Regions from separate parts of the Mus musculus genome. Here region 2 is linked to region 1. The links are chromatin contacts, called in public promoter capture Hi-C maps. All regions are on one chromosome and are shown on one strand. Each heading gives the region's core, a stretch centred on a gene start, on an enhancer-like site or on the middle of the called end of the contact. The rest is flanking DNA. Distances are from core to core; before and after follow the strand shown.

What was found. Capture Hi-C pulls out chosen DNA fragments and counts their contacts.
Region 2: a promoter capture Hi-C map of adipose tissue shows a contact between it and region 1. The contact joins the promoter of Smap2 here to the promoter of Zfp69 in region 1. A contact is called at or near these places in 13 of 39 promoter capture datasets (the C10 cell line, the HPC-7 cell line, cranial neural crest and 9 more), 1 of 15 datasets of contacts at CTCF or cohesin (the NIH/3T3 cell line), 11 of 484 Hi-C or Micro-C datasets (the G1E-ER4 cell line, LSK cells, Th1 cells and 4 more), 10 of 115 datasets of contacts at active chromatin or transcription factors (the 230-238 cell line, CD8 T cells, the SCID.adh cell line and 4 more) and 3 of 9 other capture datasets (adipose tissue, liver and pancreatic islet).

The regions. Positions count from the first base shown.
Region 1 is chr4:120,949,736-120,955,867 of GRCm38.p6, reverse strand. Zfp69 (zinc finger protein 69) reads left to right here and starts at 4,180. Exons shown (of 6, transcript NM_001384119.1): 1 at 4,180-4,424.
Region 2 is chr4:121,014,844-121,021,077 of GRCm38.p6, reverse strand. Smap2 (small ArfGAP 2) reads left to right here and starts at 3,831. Exons shown (of 10, transcript NM_133716.3): 1 at 3,831-4,329. The coding sequence starts at 4,227.

The DNA.
Region 1 (6,132 bases), core at 2,931-5,430:
TCTTAATAAGGTTGGATCAAAGAGGAAGCACTTGGCACTGACTTTGAACTTCCACAAATGCATGCATGGGCAAGAACACCCCCCCACACACACATGTGCACATCAATTCAGCATGTGTACAAAATGTGCACCTGGCTATGGTGCCAAATGCTTGCAATCCCAGCACTTAGAGACCAAGGCTTTACGGCTGTAGAAGTTCAAGTCTTGCTTGGGCTACATAGTGAGTTTGATGTCAGCTTGGGTCAAGTAGCAAAATTACAACTTAAAAAAACAACAACAACAACAACAATACTAAAGAACAGTGAGATGCTTCAGTGGAAGGGGCCTGCTGCCAAGCCTGATAACTCGAGTTTGATCCCAGGACCTATATAGAGGGAGGAGAGTCCCAACTTTCAGAAGCCATAGTCTGACCTCCACACATGCACAACTGGCACCATTGTGGCATGTGTCTACATACCCCTTAAATAAATTCCTGAAAGTGTAATTTAAAAATTCTTAACTGAAAATATAAAAAATAGGTAATAATCTTTGTGAAGAGTGGCTTTTTATATTGTCCTAAATTAGTTTTGTTCCCGTTTTATTTTAGACCAGTAGAAATGTCTATCCAGTCAGAGATCTGAGGGTTAACCTCTCAGGACCACTGTCTTAAATATGTCTTTAATGGATCAAAAGGGAGGACAATACAAGCTTTCTCCCTAGCCCTCCATTTGGATAGAAGAGGTCTAATAAAGATGTTGCTTGGCTCATTTCTAGAAATGATATTTCAAGTAAATTTGATTTCTCATTGGTATGGTAGAGTCACTACCACTAGCGGATTTCAAAACTTCACAATGAATTCTGGACCATAAATTCCATTACATGTGATCCATTCACAACAATGTGAATATAATTTAATATTAATGAACTGTACATTTACAAGTTACAAAGATAGTGTTTTAGTCTGAGGATATGGCTCAGTCACTACAGAGTTTGCTGTATAAGCATGTAGACATAAGTTAAAGTCCTCAAAATACATGGAGAAAAGCTAGGCACATCCCAGAATGGTCGAACAGGATTTTAATCTCAGCACTTGGGAGGCAGAGACATGTGGGTCTCTGAGTTCAAGGCCAACCTTGTCTGTATACCAAGTTTCAGGCCAGCAAGGTCTCAAACAAACAAAACAAAATCTAAAAGGCTCACTGTGAGACCCCATCCTAAGGAAACAAAGATGGTAGCACCTGAGGAATGACATCTCAGGCTGACCTCTGACCTAACTACACCACACACACTACTCTGGGTTCATGCACATGATAGGGTTTTGGTTTACCTTAAAAATAGACATTTACTCAGTACCACTTCTGCTTTCATCTAAATACGACTCACTGTTAATATTTTCTCTTGATTTATTGCATCCTTGCATCTACCACAGATCACACTACATATAGGTATGCTGTGGAGAGAGAGACACCGACAGAGAGAGAGAGAGAGAGAGAGAGAGAGAGAGAGAGAGAGAGACTATATACGTGCACACACTAAAAACATGTAACAAAAGTTAGCCGGGCGTGGTGGTACACGCCTTTAATCCCAGCACTCAGGAGGCAGAGGCAGGCGGATTTCTGAGTTCGAGGCCTGCCTGGTCTAGAAGTGAGTTCCAGGACAGCCAGGGCTACACAGAGAAACCCTGTCTCGAAAAACCAAAAATAGATAGATAGATAGATAGATAGATAGATAGATAGATAGATAGATAGATAGATAGTTGGTTGTACCATGCTGATTCTCAGTTCTACACTTTCCACTGGCATCCCATGTCATTCAGACTAGCCTCAATGTGTTCACCATGGTTTGCCTCAAACCATACCAAAATCTGTGCTGGCCATTGCATATTACTACACACGCTCCATCTCAGGGACTTTGCTGTCTGCTAAGACAGTCTTTTTATAGATAGCATGTCTTGACTTATTGCAGCTCTCTTCCAATAGCATCACAGCAGTGGGCACTTTCTCAGCTGTGATGAGGCAGCCCCAGTGCATAGAGCTATTTGCATACAGCTGCCCTTGGTTCTCTTTTATTCCTTTCCCTCCTTACTGACTTGAAGTTGAATGTTTCTGTTCTTTCAGGGGTTACCCTGAGTCACAACATGCACTGAAAACCTTTATTAGGTTACTTACATATTTACACTCTCTCTCTCTCTCTCTCTCTCTCTCTCTCTCTCACACACACACACACACACACACACACACATATCAATGAGTCTGCCTTCAAAAATTACTTTAGAGATTCCAGGTGTCTGCCAAAATACTCCAAGTCAGGTTCTCCTCTCTCTCTCTCTCTCTCTCTCTCTCTCTCTCTCTCTCTCTCTCTCTTTCTTCCCTTTTTTCTTTCTTTCTTTCTTTCCTGCCTCTGCCTTCTGAGTGCTAGGATCAAAGGAGTGTGCCACCACCAACCAGCCACATTTTATTTCTTTAAGGAAACAGTCATTTTTGCAGGTTGGTGCCACCATGAACTGGGGAGTTGAATATGAAGAGCCTTAGGCAGACTGAGTAGGCACCCTAACACCACATGGGACTATGCCCACAGCTTGCTTATCTTTAAGTCTGCACTCGACATTGTAACTGAAGGGAAGCCGGGTGCTTACAGTTATAATGCTGTCTGCTAAAGATGATGCCCCCCGCCCCCGTAACATGTAGAGTCAAAAACAAAACAAACAAACCTCCTTCCACATTAACAATCAGAGTGGGACTGTGGGGAACCAATGACTTGTGATGTATTATACAGGCATTTGAAGCCTACTCTGAATGACACCTGGTGTCTGTTCCAATCAAGAGTTAGCTAATTAGTTACTTAGTGCAGTAAGACTAACTGCTTAGCAAGACAGAAGTCAGCGGGTCCCTTAGATGGGGACACTGACAAACAGCTCATGAGATAAACTCAGAGCTTTAGTTCTGCCAACTCCAAAGATCTTCCACTCCTCTCAGGGGTGCAATCCCTTTTCCAGGAGCACCAGATGCAACTGTACAGTAGTGTTTAATAAACTCTCTACTGCCAATTTGTCTTTTTTTTTTTTGCAAATTAATTTACAGCCCAAGTGCCACTGTCTTCAACTCAATAGATAGAGATGACTTTGAACGAAGATCACAGCCAACGACACGAAATTTTTTTGCAGTTCATGAATTTTTCCCATGTTGTTTCACTTATCTTCCCCCATCCCAAACACACACAGACACACACACACACACACACACACACACACACACACACACACACACACACATTAAAGAGAACACCCAGCCCTTCGAGGTTCTACTCATGTGGAGAGGGTTTCCTATATCAGTCCCAAGTCCGCTCATTTTTCCCCCTCCCAGTCTCTATGTGCAGTATGAAAGGTCTGTTTTCCAGATAGCTGGGCAAAAGCCGCTTTCAACTTGGATTAACTTTCTGGATGCTGGTTTTCCAATTTTTGCTCTGGTAAGTGTTTACTCTGTCGTCATCTCTTCTGTATCTTCCAGTGGGCTCAGTTTTATTTTCTCAATGCCATATGTTTACTGAACTTTTAAAGAGATAAGTTAAATTGAGGAACTGAGGAAGGCTAACTCAGACACCAGACACTTCCCCTAGCTACAGGCACTCAGGAAACACGCCGTGAGAATATGGGAAGAAAGGGGTTCTACCTTCCAGGACCATGGGAAAATAAATTCCTATTGTTTAAGTCACCGGTGTGAAGTGTTTTTCTTTGGGGGTGGGAGGCAGCCTTAAGCAAACTAATACATGTCTTTAGGGACATTAAAAATACATATCCCGGAATTTTTTTTTTAAGTTTATTGTTTTCTAGGCCCCTGTTGCCTTTTGGATTGTCTATTTTTCTACTTATCGAATTCACCAGAATTAGGAGATTAGGAGAGAGCAGGAACTGCGTGCGATTTAAGGCTGCATCCTGAAGCCTTAAGAATGAAAGAATGACAGAGAAGCGGCTTCTCCAGGAAGACTCGCCGGGCCACGGGGTACAGGAGACCCTCAGCAGGGGCTGCCGGCTTCGCTGGACACCGCCCCTGGGTCTGCCCGGGCGGCTTCCGGCTTCCGGGATCTGGGTCGCGCAGCACCCGGGTGGGCGGAGCCACGGGCAGGGCGCTGACGCGAGCAGCGTGGGGTGGGCGGGTCCCGGGTGGAGGCGCGGGGACACGAACCGGGCTAGAGGGGCGGGGTGAAACGGCGGAGCTCGGGCATCTGAGCCGCAGCCGGCGCCGCAGGTCCTGGGCTGGGACAGAAGGCCGGGCAGGACGCCTGTGCGCGCGGAGCTCCGCTCCCGGGTGCGGCGGGTGAGAAGCGGGAGAGGCCGGTGTCCAGCCCGGAGGCCGACGGTGTCCTGTGTCCCTCGGAAGCCACGCTGCGCACTGGGCGCCGCGGTGTGAGCGTGGAAGGCTGGCGGGAACGGATCCGGAGATCCTCCGGTGAGTAGGCGACTCTGCTGCGGAGCTGCGAGCTCGACCGGGTGGCTGCCTGCGAAGTTCTGCCGATGGGTCGTTCAGCAAGCTTCTGGGATTGCCAGCTCCTTCGGAAGGAACAGCACAAAGTTTGCACTTAGTGACGAGACTTTTTACATAGTCGGGGCTATTTGCACCAACTCCGGTCTTTTTGGACAGGCAGTCTTTCACCTTTCCTCCTCTTCCCCCAGACTTCAAAGAGCAGTCCCCTCCCCGAGAGAGAGCTGCGTTTGGGTATCAGGTCCACTGAATCTGGTCCCAGTGTCCACAACTATTCATATGCTGAATGGGCGATTCAGATGATGGATTCGGGTTGTTTCCAAATTGCTGTTATGGTCAGTTCTGTAGTGGTTCTACTTGCACTTGACATACTATATTTCCTCCTCTCCAGCTCTGTGGGAGCACATAACCCTGCAGTTTTAATTGCATCTGAACCGGGGATTCGTTTCACCAGCTGTGCTGGGCATTTGGAGTGTGTGATGACGACTGTTGCTGCTGGCTTATGACAAAGCGCAGCCCTGTGAATTACTGTTTTATCAACTGAGATATTCAAGCTGAGCTTTCTAATTGTTTTCTAAAATAACTCTAAAACATGATGGCCACTGGGGCCCCGTAAAGGCTTTGGCAGACAGGTCTGATGCCCTGGTAAAAGGAGAGAACCAACTCTCAAAAGTTGGCATGTGACCTCCACCCCCATAAATAAACGCATGTGATTTTTTTTATTTTTAATTTTTTTTAAAGATTTATTTCTTTATTATAAGTACACTGCAGCTGTCTTCAGAAACCCCAGAAGACGGTGTCAGATCTCATTAGGGATGGTTGTGAGCCACCATGTGGTTGCTGGGATTTGAACTCAGGACCTTTGGAAGAGCAGTCAGTGCTCTTAACTGCTGAGCCATCTCTTCAGCCCGTGATTTTTTTTTTAAACTTTAAGATAATGTTTATTGTACAGCTTTAAAATAAAAAGGTCTTAATTGTTAACTTAGTAGACCTAACATTGTCTCAACACTGCATCCCTGTGCAGTAGTTAACATCCACATTTTATAGATGAGGAAACTGAAGGTCAGACTTGAAGTGCCTCAGGTCTCAGCTTTACATACAGGTCAGACATCAAAGAGCCTTCCTTGGCGCCAGCTCCAAATATGTAAGCAGGCAGAAGGGGCATGCAGCTTACAAGGTGGTCAGGTCAGGGCATGTGGACATTTGTACTTTTTTTTTTCCTTTGGTACTGGCGTCTTTGTATCTATGTGTTTAAAGTTGAGGGTTACTTCTGTATCCAGGACACTATTATTTCAGTATTGGTGCCGAATCTTCTAGGCCTTTTTGCAGCTATAAAGACAGTTCTGGACTTCTGGCTGTATGATGGGTTCTCTGGGTCTCTCCTTTCATGCCTTTTGCTCTCTAGGCACACAAAGCAGGTTAGTCCGATGGCTTAGTGGGGAAAGGCACCTGCTGCCAAGTCGTACAGCCTGAGCTCAATCCCTCTGACCCACTTGTTGGAAGAAGAGAATGGACTCCCATAAGTTATCTTGTACCCTCCAGCTGAGCACCATGGCACACAGACAGACAGACAGACAAATAAAGTTTAAAAGAAAGTACAGCCAAACATAGTGGTGCTCACCTTTAATCACAGCACTCAGGGGGTAGAGGCAGATAGATATCTAAGTTCAAGACC
Region 2 (6,234 bases), core at 2,582-5,081, 66 kb before region 1:
CCCAGGATCCATATCACTGAATAGTTATAGGGCAGAGAAAGGAAGACAAAGAGGCTTGATAGAGCTGGGGCCACACGTTGTCCTAAGGAAAATGGCAGACTTGCATAGCATGAAATCCTGGTATTGGAACTGGGTTTCCACATCGACGGGGAAAGGATCAAAGGCCAGCCAACAGGCTCACAGGGAAGACTTCATGAGACTGCCCACAAACAGGGATGGTTTGGGGTCCAGAGTACAATGTGTAAACAGATGAGGAGAAGCCATTCTCTGTCTGGAAGGAAAGGGTGATTGCTGATCTTCTGGAATCCCAAGTAGTGTGGACATCAGGACCTAGCGCCACCAAGTAAAGCACCGACTCTGTCCTCGTGGGCACTTTCAGCAGTGGCAAGCAGAGGCACTTTTGAGAGTCAGGCTGTGGAAGTGGGCATGTGGGAATTCCAGCAGGAGAGAAGGGACAGGCAAGCAAGGCTGGCTCACAGCTGGTTGCTTCGGTACAGCCAAGTTCTCAAGGCTGACAGTGAAGTCACAGCACATTGTCACATCTTAAAAAAAAAAAGCGAGAGTTAGCTGGAGTTAGCCCAATAGGCTCTGAGATCCACAGTGAATTTCTGAGATTCACTGGAGACCCACAGTTCATTTACTGTGACAGCTAACGAAGAGATGACAGGAAAATAGAAAATTAGTCCAGCTCGCTTAATGACAAAGCCATTTAATTGGTATTACCCTAAATTGGTACCCTGACTAACCAGTGGGTTGGAAACTATTTTAGTTCAATGTATGACTCAAGAGATTTTATCTCCTAGCTAGAAGATGCTGGGATGAAAAGCTCCACGTGGCAGCAGTCCAAACATGTTCCCCACAGCACTACTAGAGTCACGGTCTGGGCATTTTGCTGCAGAGCTCACTCTAGCATGGCAGCTCAGGAAAAAATTCATTTCTGAGCCAGGTGGTGCAAGGTACTCTGCTACAAAAATAAACAAGAAAGGGAACAGATAAGTACATATGCCTCGAGTATTATGAATTTTTTCTTTATTGCTCTTTTGTTTGTTTGCTTGCTTGCTTTAAAACAGGATCTCCTGTAACCTAGGATAGCCTAATGTCCACTATGTAGCTGAGGCTAGCCTTAAACTCCTGTGCTACCTGCCTCCATCTACCAAGTGCTGGGGTCACCTATGTGCCACCATATCTGGCTTTGATGAATCCTTTTTATGTAGGATCAGCTAAGTTACAATTTGGTGAGAAAACAACTTAATAACTTAAAGCAAGACCTTTTGTTGTTGTTGTTGTTGTTGTTGTTACTCATTACTTCTGATCTTTTTCTGATTAGTGGCGAGCTCTTGCTAAATTCAGGCTTTGGTTACAAAGCCTAACCTGGAACTTCTAGGGCTGCCCTTGCAGGGACCAGGAGCAAGGGCATGTTCTCTACAGTCGGTGCTTCAGTCTGTCTTGACTGTCTGTCCTTTGTGGATAGTGTGTTCCAGTCAAAACAGCAAATTAAGGCTTCAGACATAAAGCGACATATTTCTGCTTGGCCCATTGACTATGTCTGACTACAAACAGATCAGGAAATAAACCCTATCATGGACTGATAAGGCCAAAAGCCAGACATATTTAGCAATAGGTGTTGATTGTCTACCACTTGTTTTGTGCTGAGAGTTGTTCTAAATGCGTTGCAGGTTTCAGCCCTGAGAAGCTTTGCATCAATCCCAGGAAACAGGTAGTTAGCACCATTATCATTCCTACTGCATACATGAAATACCAAGGCAAGAAGTTAAGCAACCTGCCAAAGCCACACAAACAGAATTCAAATTTTGGATCTCAGCCCAGGTGATCTGACCTCATGGTATATGTGCCTCGTCTCCATACTGTGCAGCCAAATGGAAGGAAATGAGAAGCTGTCAAAGGCTTTTTCAACGGGTGAGCATGGTTAAGTGAGATCCTCGTACAAGAGGAGTCAGGTGGAGCAAAGCCACCCGTGAATGACTCCAGCGCCAGAAAATTGGATGCCCTTTTCCTGGACTCCAAGGGCACCTGATCTGTTATGTGCAGACCCACATATAGACACACATACACATAGTTAAAAATTAAAACTAAATCTTAAGGCCAACATATTGCAATGCCTCTAATCCTAGCACTCAGGAGGCAGAGGCAAGCAGAACTTTGTGAGGTCAAGGCCAACCTGGACTACAGAGTGAATTCAGGCCACCCAGGGCTATATAGGGAGGCCCTGTCTCAATAAAATCAAATAAAAATTTAAAAACGACTAAGAGAATATCAAATCTGATGGACCTGTCTTAGGAAAATACTATATGAACTTGGACGTTTATGAAAGTAAGTTCTTTGAGACTTCACTGGAATGAAAAGGTTTGGAACAGGAATAAATTATTCTGATTAATAATGTAACAAATATTTTAATTTCCCTTTATAATATATAAATATTATATATTACAATATATAATAAATAAATATATAATATAAACATTTTGAGGGGAGCCTGGTCTTGGGAGAAAGTAGAGATGAACAAGACTGCTGTCTTAGAGGCAAATAAACACTTTGTCTTGCTGGCCTCCCTGGTCTATTACTCTAGCCTTCAGAAGAATCCCTTAAGAGCAAATATCAGGAAGTAGCGTTCTCTTCCCCTTTAGCACATCCTGTTTTTTCTCAGTCTCTTTTAAGAATTTGATGAGTGAAGGGACGGAATGCATACACAGGAAGATGGCCGTGGGTTCAAGACACTATTTGTAACAAGAGAGGCTTTGGAAAATAATACCTAATAACCATTTTTAAGTAGCTGCTTATTCCATGTTACCCTATAACTGGCTCTCCCCCAAACAACCTGAGAGATGGCTCAGCAGGTGAGAGAGTTTGGTAATCTCTCATAGGACCCTGGTTCCTTCCCCAACACCCACATCACACACCCTCATCCATCAGCTGAAACTCCAGCTTCAGGTACTGCAATGCCCTCTTCTGGCCTCCTTGGACACCTACACACACACACACACACACACACACACACACACACACGCACGCACGCACGCACGCACGCACGCACGCACACGCACACGCACACGTACGCACTCACACACGCACGCATGCACACACACGCAAGTAAAGGAGGCTAGGTATGGTGGCACATACCTTTAATCCCAGCACTTTGGAGGCAGTTCTCTGTTAGTTCGAGGCTATCCTAATCTACAATATAAAGTTCCAGGCCACCAAGGGCTACTTAGGAAGAACCTGTTCAAAAAAAAATTTTTTTTAAAGGAAAGAAAAGTTCTGCCTAGACACTAGTCAGAGCGATGCTCAAAAAGGGCAGTAGTCACAGAGAAGACTAATGTATATCAGCGGCAGGAGGCATTCCAAGTTAGAAGTGATCACGAGGGAGGGTGTAATGTCTCTTTAACTCGGGTCAGAGGGTGAGTCCTTTTGTCTCTTGAAGGAAAGACTAACCTAAAGGAGTCTGGGATAGCCACAACCCTTGTATTATATAAGGATAATAAACACACATCTTATAAAGGTTGCTGTGAAGAGCATACTGTGATAATTGATAGAAAGCGCTTAGAGCAGTACATGGCACACAGTATGAGCTCTGTAAATGTTGGTCGTTCCCTTCACTTTATTCTCTTCACTCTCCTCCCTCTCCACCCGGCTTCATTCATTCTTTTCCAAGGGCACGCAGGGGGCGTGTCCTCCCTCCCGCCGCTTCCACCTAAGCCCCGCCCCCGGCTCTTCCCGGATTGGTTCCTAGGAGGCGGAGCCAAGGGGAGAGCCCAGTGCAGCGCGGTGGGCGGGGCGCATGCGCGGGTTGGGCTGGGTGGAGGAGGAGAGGAAGAGCTGCCGGAAGTAGGCGGTGGAGGTGGCGGCTGAGCTGGTCGCAGCTGCCAGGGAAACCGAGGCGGGAAGCACAGCGGGCAGACCCTCAACACTCGGGGTCAAGTGTGCGTCCCGCACGCCTGAAGCCGGGAGCTCGCTCCACCTAGGCCACTTCTGGGGTCCCGCAGCCTCCGCGAGTCCCTGCCTTGCCCGAAGCCCGCCAGGGGGCGCCGCGCTGAGGGGCTGAGGGGCTGCGGGGCGGGGGCGCTGACGGCTCTGACCCCGGGGCTGCTCCGGGCCGGGCGAGAGGACCGCCTGGGCGGGGACCCCAAGGCCTCAGCCCCGGACAGAGGCAGGGGTTCTTGGGGGGTGCAGGGGGCGCGTCGCCCTCTGCCCCCGCCGGCACCCTGGCCATGACAGGCAAGTCGGTGAAGGACGTGGATCGGTACCAGGCGGTCCTGGCCAACCTGCTGCTGGAGGAAGATAACAAGTTCTGTGCTGACTGCCAGTCCAAAGGTAACGCATCCGGGGCGCCGGCGGGGGGCCAGCTGCGGGGCGGCGGCGTGGCGATGAGCTGCGATGGCCTGAGTGGGGAGGGGGTTCTGGAGCTCAGGGCGAGTCCTCTTCGTATGACCACGCGAGCCACCCTCGCTCATGAGCTTGCTGGGTTTCCTCGGGCTTGGGACTTGGGGTTTGGTGTGGGCGAGTGTGTGTGTGTGTGTGTGTGTGTGTGTGTGTGTGTGTGTCAGCGAAGTGGGGATGATATAGTGGGGGGTGGGGTTGCCCGGTGTGTTCAGGTGAGACTGTCTATGTTGCAGACTCTGAATGGCTTCTGGGCTCGCTGTCATGCAGAGCTGGCAGCCTTTTACTTGGCAAAGCTGTGGGTGAGCTGCAGTGTGGTGGGGGTGGCGGTGGGGGTGACGAGGAGGAAGGTGAGATGACTAAGAGAAAAACTGTCGAAATGATATTTAAAGGTGGCATTCCTTGCTGTCTGCTATGTCGTTAGCAGCTCCTGTCATTTTACCACCTTGTTGAGCTCAGACCGAGTGCTTAGGTGGCTTTCTTCACCCAGGTCGTGTGCACTGAGAAACAGCTACCTTATGCAGTGACACAGTGCGGATTTCTAGGTAGTCTAGCCTGGGTTGTGGAGGCCTCATGCGTGTGTGGTGAGCGAAACTAGCAGACCTGGACTGTAGTGCAGGACCCGTTCAAGCAGGGAGAAAAGGAAGCAAGGAATTCCCCCAATTCGTTATTTCCCTGGTGATTACACCTTTAGAGAGGAAATAGAAATTGGCCACAACCACTTAGCCTTTGTTTTCTGTGTCTGTAAAGGTTCATGCTGTGTTACAATTAAAGGTCAATATGGTAGAAAATTTACTAGTGAATTCTGTACAGCTTTGTAGGTAGGAGCAGCTATAATTGGGAGGGGGTATTTACTTTAGTTCATTTCCTGAATTTGCCATGTAGCATATGGGTATAAAGTAGTATAAAGCATTCAGATGTGTGTGTGTATTAATGTTGAGAAAAGCAATAGATACTTAGCCCATACTTCATGTGATTATGGTTTATTTTAGAGTAAGGTTATGTAAGGAGGGCGCAAGAATGATGATGCATTGATTTAGACTCCTAGTAATAAATTTTAGTGACCTCTATCAGTAGGCAAATGCAGTGAACTGTCAGCAAAGCAGGTCCCCAGACTTCTCTCGAGAATTTTTGCGTTAACAGGAGTTCAATTTATGTTGAGGAGTCGAAATTTCTTGTAGCTTGATTCTTGTTAGATCTACTGGAAGGTTTGGTTTACAGTGTAGGAGCACCTTTGGTCTACTCAAATCCTCTGATGTCCTCATTGACAATTTTAAGTCGCAGCGAGGCATCCACTGAGCAGAAACCATTGTTGATGATTTTTAGAACCGCCCCCTCCCCTGTACTCATGTTGTTTGTATGCTTACTCATCCCAATAACATATACCATGGGGAAGAGACACGTTAATTTACCAGGTCTTCCTCCAAATCTCCCATTGCCCTTTATTAATAGCCTTACTAGATATAATCAGACATAGAACTTCGTTAATTCCTGATGAGAACTAGTAACTGGGGCCTGCGATAGGGCTCAGTGAATAAAGGTGCTTGCCACTAAGACTGACAACCTGAGTTTGATCCCCAGGACTCACAGGGTAAGAGGAGAGAACCAGCTCCCATAAATTGTCTCCTGACCTCCACGTGGACTCTAGTACATACATGTACAATCTCCACAAAGTTAATAATTAAGATGTAAAAACAGACGACACCAACAACAAAGCCTAGTAGCTGTCTGCCACTGATACTAAAACCTTGGATCCTGAATGTTCTGAAGTTAGAAATTCTCTTCAACGCGTTTGCCACTATTAAAAAAAGAGATGCCCACGTGTCCATTATCTTTCAG